Regions from separate parts of the Hordeum vulgare genome. Here region 2 is linked to region 1. Evidence: chromatin contacts called from public Hi-C data. All regions are on one chromosome and are shown on one strand. Each heading gives the region's core, a stretch centred on a gene start, on an enhancer-like site or on the middle of the called end of the contact. The rest is flanking DNA. Distances are from core to core; before and after follow the strand shown.

The links. A called contact is a pair of places that touch in the nucleus more often than the background predicts.
Region 2: a contact with region 1 is called in a Hi-C map of seedling, with 3 times the contacts expected there. The contact joins the promoter of LOC123425571 here to the promoter of LOC123425569 in region 1. A contact is called at or near these places in 2 of 6 Hi-C or Micro-C datasets (leaf and seedling).

The regions. Positions count from the first base shown.
Region 1 is chr2H:140,718,995-140,722,739 of MorexV3_pseudomolecules_assembly, reverse strand. LOC123425569 (protein BZR1 homolog 1) reads right to left here and starts at 2,280. Exons shown (of 2, transcript XM_045109260.1): 1 at 1,769-2,280; 2 at 587-1,613. The coding sequence starts at 2,038. The coding sequence ends at 930.
Region 2 is chr2H:141,193,967-141,197,994 of MorexV3_pseudomolecules_assembly, reverse strand. It overlaps LOC123425571 (5-formyltetrahydrofolate cyclo-ligase, mitochondrial), which reads left to right and starts at 1,702. Exons shown (of 7, transcript XM_045109262.1): 1 at 1,702-2,017; 2 at 2,507-2,644; 3 at 2,719-2,880; 4 at 2,994-3,035; 5 at 3,143-3,188; 6 at 3,959-4,028. The coding sequence starts at 1,762.

The DNA of each region.
Region 1 (3,745 bases), core at 1,031-3,530:
CCAAGGGGCTTCAGTTTCTGTTCGCCGTCGGCCCTGGAGAGCGGACGAGCGTGCCCATTCCGTGGCTGTGCGATGCCACTGTCGCGGCCTTTTCCGTACTGCATACAGAGTGTTAATTGGAGTTTTGGATTCATCCACCGCCTGGCGTGCACCAACTATGCCATGCCAGCGGCTCAAGATTTCTGAAAGAGGGTATACAGATACAGAGCTAGTATTCTATACAGATATATGCCACGCTCTTTTCCATGTTTTTTCCGCCAAATTGCAAGTACTATTATAGAACAACGACAATGGTCTCCGATCGGACAAATTCTCGTGCTCGGCGCAGACATGCCATGCCATGCCATCGCTCGCGTGCCGACGGTGACGGTGGCGAATCTCCATCTGAACCCGGCCGTTGGCTCGTGGCCGGGCCGACGCATGCTCCCGCTGTAAAAGTGAAAGCAGCGATGAACTTCTAGTAGCTCCATGTTACTTCTCGTTTAGCCGCCGCGTCAAAGAGAGGTTTATTCAGGTCACCGCCTGAAGCTCAACTCCGTCCACCTTTTTACTCTACTCGACTTTCCCCCACATGAGCTCACACACATTTTGAGGACGTACACATGCATTGGCAGCAAGAACACAAAACAACAACAAGAAGAACCCAGCTACTAGCTACATCCATGAATGAATAATGAAGCAATCCATGGCCAGCCGATTGAGATGAAGGATTGTTTCGGATCCCTTTTCTTTGTCCGAGGAATCGAACAACAGATGCATCCATCCCCTACTAAACCTAGAATGAACGAATTGCGCAAATCGCAGCAGCAATGGCCGATCCAACAACCACCACGATTTAGCTTGTGCTTGACGAGGACTCGAGGTTCATGAAAGAACCCATTTTCCGATCATTGGCCGGCAAGTTCTGGAAGTGCCAGTGCGGATGGCCGTCATTTTGAGCCGACGCCGAGCGTGAGCTCAAGCTCCTCGGCGGCGACCTCATGGATCCTTTCCCCTTCCCACGGCGTCACCCTCCCCTTGTCGAACTCGAATTCCGGGCCGCCTCGGCCCCTCTCCCCCGCCATTCCCTCCATCTCCATGGAGTTTGAGCTGGAGGCGCCTAGGTTGACGAGGTTGTACGCGGGGGACGTCGGCGCCGTCGTGGCCATCTGGAAGCTGATCCACCGGCCAGAGTCCACCGTGGAGACGTCCGACTCGTCGCACTCCGGTATCGTGTCCGGATGCTCGTGCCGGCGGCCACGGGTGGGGCTCGCCGGCGCGGAGAGGGCGAAGAACGGGTGCCGGAACGGGTCGACCTCCCAGTCGGGCTTCAGGATCTTGGGCGGGCGCGACGCCGTCGGCGACGAGAGCGGCGGCGTCACTGGCGCGCTGTTGGAGACCCGGAGCGGGGGCAGGTTGGGGAGGCCACGGAGGAACGGGAGGAGGCAGGCGGGGCTCGGGTTGTCGAGGCGCGTGGGGCTCGGGAAGCTCGACGAGGCCGGGCTGGCGTGGTAGGAAGGCACCGGGCTCGGGAACGACGACGACGGCGCGCTGAGCAGCTGCGAGGACGAGCAGGGGCTCATGCCCGCCGACGAGACCCCACCGAACGGCCCGGACGACGGCGGCTTGTATCCCTGCCACGAATCGAACCACACAATCAGATCTACACATCCAAGCAAAAGCAAGCCCAGCTAGATCCAGGAAACGGAGGGAGGGAAGAAACATGGGGGTGAGGGCGATCTCGATCTCGAGAGCCGAGACCAAGAAACGAGGTCTAACTCGGTCTGACCTTGCGGTAGGTGGTGCCGTCGTCCTCCACTACCCATCCGGCCTCGCGGCAGAGCTCCTTGAGCACCTCGTTGTTGTCGCAGTGCTTGGGGAGCTTGTAGTTGCCGAGCGCGCGGAGGCCGGTGAAGATCTTGGCGGCGATGGCCCGGCGCCGCCGCTCGCGCCGCTTGTTGTTCTCCCGCTCCTTCCACGTCGGCGTCCGCCCCAGCCCGGCGTCCGCCTCCGCAGCCGCCGCCGCCGCCGCCGCCGCCCGGGCAGCCCCCGACGTCATGCTAGCCCGCTAGCTCCCCTGCTCCGTCCGCGCTGCTCTGCTCTGCTCTTTCTCCGTCCGGTCCCTTCCCTTCTCTCTCCACTTGGCCTAGCTCGTTTCTTTAATGGTGAGGTGGGGCGCTACAGTGAGGGAGGGAGGGAGCTGCTGCGGCGTGGAGTGGCGTGGTGTGTGATGAGCTGAGCTGAGCTGAGCTCTCTCTCTCTCTCGTGTGGGGTCGTCTGGGCTGGCTCACGAGGAGGGTACGGCGACCCCTGCTTTATTGCGACTGGATTAGCCAGATTTTCTACTGGTGATGTCCGGGACGGGCCGGGCCTACCTCTCCCTCTCCATCTTGGCGGGCACGGCTTTTGAGGACGGTGAGTGTGAACTACGTACGCTCTTTCTTTGACGTGAGTGCGAGTGGTGCTCTGCGTGCCTGTGCCTGTGCCTGTGCCCGGTGCATTGGGATTTGCCCGACGAATTTTACGGCCGGTGTAGTCTAGATTTCGGTACGTACACAACCAACGAGGAGTATCTAGGGGTGCAAAGTGCGTGCGTAGAAAGTCGGTTTGTAAAATGCCGTCGATCGACCAAGGGCTGTGTGTGTGGCTTGGCAGATTTACCAAATACTATCCCATAGGCCTCGTTTGGTTAAGGGGATTGGAAGGTTTTAAGATGGAAGGATTTTAAGGGATTGGTTGAATCTCTTTATTCCACCCAATCCTCTCAAATTTCTGGGATTTTGTTTTCACTAGTCCTCCAAAGAGGATTTTGAAACACATAAATAGAAAGGGATTGAAGGGGAACGGAGGGGATTCGCCTAAGCAAACCCCTCCTACCAAATGGACGTCCGAGGATCTGTGGGGTTTCTGAACCCTCCGGAGATTTTCCTCTCAAAACCTCCCCAATCCCCCTTAACCAAACGAGGCCTAAGGCCTGCTTTGGTTAAGGGAGATTAAGGCCTGCTTTGGTTAAGGGAGATTGGGGAAGTTTTGAGAGAAAAATCTCCGACAGGGCCAGAAACTCCACAGATCCTCGGGCGCCCATTTGGTAAGAGGGGTTTGCTTAGCACAATCCCTCCGTTCCCCTTCAATCCCTTTCTATTCATGTATTTTAAAACCCTTCTCGGAGGACTAGTAGAAGCAAAGACCCGGAATTTTTAAGAGGATTGGATGGAACAAAGGGATTCACCCATTCCACTGAAATCCACCTCTCAAAACCTTCCAAATCCCCCTTAACCAAACGAGCCGTAAGAACATGCGCAAACTTCTCCGTGCAAGAAACTCCACCTAACATGTTCGGGCCATTCTCTCCGAGAAAAAGAAAAATGCTCGGCCCCACCCTCGCGCGTGGAGTTGTAGCCCCCAACGCCGCCGTCTTGGAATGCCGTCCGTTCACACCAATCATTTTCTGCTCGGAGACGGGGAAATGCACTGTACGTACGTACAGTATGCCGCGATTAACTAGTTAGCCACGGGCCAAAATCTACACCTTCGAGTATATTTATACTTTAACGGGGCCTGGATCGACGGCGATGCCAGTGCCAAGTGGAAGGACGCGCTCTCTACTGTAAGTTTTGTTGCTTTGACACCTAAACCTCGTTGATTTACTATAGTACTGCCTAACGTACACTCCTACTACGTACGAATGCCTGCATGCGCCTACGCGCCACCACTTGTTTATGCCGCCACGGCGTCCTTGGCCGTAATACAATTGTTTTGTACAGTC
Region 2 (4,028 bases), core at 453-2,952, 480 kb before region 1:
TCATGTATATATAAGTGTTAATCAAGCATCTGAAAAGAATATCTAACAATTATTTCAAAAATGGTAGCCATCCATTTGAAAAATGTTAAAGGTGTATATAAAAATATTTACCCTCTATTTAAAATGATGGAGATTTGTGATCATGCATATAAATATTCTAATCAAGCATTTCATAAAGAATGTGGATCTAGTATTTAAAAATGTAATTTTTTTTAAATTATGTATAAAATGTTTTCCATGTATTACAAAAAAATGTAAATATTGGATTATATATTTTGTTTAGCAATACGTTTAATAAAAATATCGACTATATTTTAGAAAAATGTTAAATTTATATTTAAAAAATTTAGGTGTGTATTAATTTTATTTTGTTGACATATACCATAAATATAGAATAAAATCCAGAAGTACATGGAAAACCGAAAAGGAAACATATAAGTGAAAGAAAAAAGATATTAAAAAATTAATTTCTAAGAAAAATGCAAAAAAGGAATGATAAAGGAAAAAAAAAGAATAAAAGAATAAAAAAAGTAAAAAAAAGAAAACAGGATCGAATCACCTCATGTAGGGGGGAGTTGGACGGAGTGGCTAGCAGTGCCCGCAATCTCCATGGAGATTAGGGATTGATTGCTGCTTTTCCACTTTCATGTGCTCTTTTTCATTAAAAAAATTTAGTCTTTTTTTTTTCCATTAACTGTGCGAGTGCGAATGGTCCGGTTCAATTACGGTAAAACTTTGAGCGAGACTTTCTAGCTACTTGCTTAAAGCAAGATATAGACCCTGTTTGAAACCATCCAGATTATATAATCTGTTTTTTATAATCTATTGTATTTTTAAACATGACAGTTTATATTGTAGATTTTATAAACTAGATGACCAGATTATTATAATCTCATAATCTGCTCTATCCCAGCTAAAATGAGATTATGGATTACAAATGACGTGTTACCCTTGTAAACTTCAAGAGAATTACGCAGTGCCACCGCCACTTTCCTATTTTTCCTTGTAAACAGAGGACAAACATGTCATTGTACAATTTAAAAGCTGGTTTACAGTTTATATAATCTGGCCTCCAAACATGCACACCTGGATTATTTTTATAAATCAGATTATATAATATATATTCATAATTCAGATTATCATAATCTATTATGGTTCCAAACAGGGTCATAGGTCTTGTTTAGAACCACTTAGATTATATAATCTAGTTTTTGTAATTTATTCTATGTCCAAACATGACATATTATGGTGTAGATTATAAAAAATAGAAAGACAGATTATTAAAAACTCACAATCTACTCTACCCCAGTTAAAATAAGATTATGGATTGCTAATGATCCATTATTTTTGTAAAGTTAGAGATAATTACATTTTGTACCACCGCGAGCCTCCTCTTTTTTTTAAAAAAAAAAGAGGACGGACAGGTTATTATGCAATGTAAAGCTTGGATTACAGTTTATATAATCTGATCTTCAAACATGTCCATCTAAATTATTTTTATAAATTAAATTGTATAATGTATTTTTATAATTTAGATTATCATAATTTATGGAGTATATGGTTCCAAACAGGACAAGAGTCGCCGCGTGTTATATGAGCTCCTGCAGCGGGCGGCCCGCCCCGACCGCACGCCCATGGCCGCGGAATCTAGCGGCAGCGTAGAGTCACCTCAAAAAAAAAAACAAAAAAACCGGCAGCGGTAGAGAGATGGCCGCGCAGTGAGCGTGGGACACCGCGGGACGACGGCACGAGGAGGCGGGGATGATAAAAAATGCAGTGTCCTCGCTGATGGTGCGCTTCCTCCACCTGCCCCGCGCCGCCCCCACCCTCACCTACCGGCCCCGTTGCCTCCTTCCGCTCCCTCCCCCGCGGCTGCGAGTTGCCGCGTCGGCCTCAGCACCCCTCGCCGCCATGTCGACGGCCGCGCAGCAGGCGGTCGCGGACCAGAAGCGCGCGGTGCGGTCCGACGTGCGCAGGGCGCTCAAGGCCCTCTCCCCCGATCAGCGCGCCAGCGAAGGTCACTCGCTCCTCCCCGCCTGGCTCGGAACAGCGTTGCCCACAAGCTGCTCGTCGATTTGCCTACTAGAGCTGATCTTTGCGCCTGCTGCCCCTCGCTAGCTTTTTTTGCGGATCGAGCTAGCTTGTAGTGTTAGTGCGGGACAGAAAAGAGTTGTGAAATTCTTAACAAGCAACAGGTCGATTTCTCCAGTACTTAGCATTAAAGCGTTTGCCGAGGGGTATGTTGATCTGATGACAAGTGTTAGGGTCTAAAAGGCTCTACTGGCATTGAAGTAGATTTCAATGATGCCGAGAGAAACAAAGATTGTTGTACTTACATTTGCACTTCTATTACCATAACAAAGTGGATTTATGTTGCGCTAATTATCTTTTAAATCTTTGGAGACCTCATGTGAGATTAGGGCTAGTGTAGTATGCTTCTGTGTTATAACATAGTTAATTTTGTTGATGTATTTACTAACTACTAGTACGAAACTCGTTTTTCCAGATCTGGCTATTCAAAACAATATTTTGAACTCTTCTTGGTTCAAAGCAAGCAAACGTTTGTGTGCCTATATAAGCTGTGCGCAATTACGAGAAGTTGACACATCAAAAATAATAGCAGAAGCTCTATCCCCAGATTCTGGTGAGTCAACTGGGTCTTGTATACAAATATGCTCTGTGTTATTTCCTGTCTCTAACGAATTGTTTGGTTTTAAGAACATGATGGACAAGCAAAGGATATCTATGTTCCTCGAGTGGAAGATAAAAACCGCAATATGCGGATGTTCAAAATCACGGCCATGGATGATTTAGTTAAAAATTCGATGAACATTCTGGAACCGTCACCATTGGATGCTAGTGGGAATGCTCGTGAAGATGGTATGAAGTTTATTTCCATGTGGAAACTTTCCCCTATTTTATTTATTAAGCCATTTCATCTGTAACGACAGTTGATTTATGTGTTACAACTGAGCCACTTTTAATCCTTACAGTGTTGTCAGCCTCATCCCCTGTTGATCTTTTTGTATTGCCTGGTAAGCTCTTCATCGTTTGCCACATTCATTTCTTTCATTTATCTTTCTTGAGGTCACTCATGCTTGACATTAGAAATTCAATTGGATAATATTTGTTATTCATGCAGGACAAGCTTTTGACAGAACTGGCCGAAGACTAGGACGTGGTGGAGGGTAGGACTACACGTTATCCTATCATGATATATAATGCCTTATATTATGTACATCTAGCACAAGAAAAAAAAGTCTGTCGATGTGCAGTGACATCTTTATCCAACTATGAAATTGTTCCATTTCAAACTTTCAGTGCCAGCTAAAATCTGATTCATGTAGTCTGCTATGAAACAAATAATATCATGATTTAGAAGCACTAAATGCCATTAGTAATTTTTTCTTCACAGACATGTTTTCCATAATGCAGTTCAATAATGCTGAGATTTTAATGCCTTCTGATTTCTTGTGTGAGAGGAGCCTGTTTGTTGGAACGACAGTTACTGCATTGAAAATCATATGTATGTTTTAGATGCAGAAACTCCTGGCTAGGGTGATCCACACACATAAAAGCTCTTGGTCTAGCAAACAAATCAATGCTTGTCAATCAGTAGACCATCTGAAATCTATAAGCTTGTGGTTTTCGCCCAGGCTGTGGTATGTGGATTTAGAACTAATGCACATCAATGTGAATCTTGTAGAAAATCCAGGATTAATGGGATTGGATATCTGACCTTACTTTCTGCCTTTTAGTTAAGTGTAAAACTCTGTGCAAACCTCACTTGGCATCGATCTTTTCTTTGTGTTCTAGCTCTGTACAACTCCATGATGCGTACTTCTGTTTATTTGTTGGGTGCTTCATATATTATTTATGCCAAGTTTTACTTGATTTCTTCATAGAATTTTTTCTCTTTGTTTGAATTTATTTTTGCATGTTTTGCCCAATTTTATAGGTACTACGACACTTTCTTGATGAGATACCAAGAACTTGCTAAAGAAAAGGGGTGGAATCAGCCTCTTCTA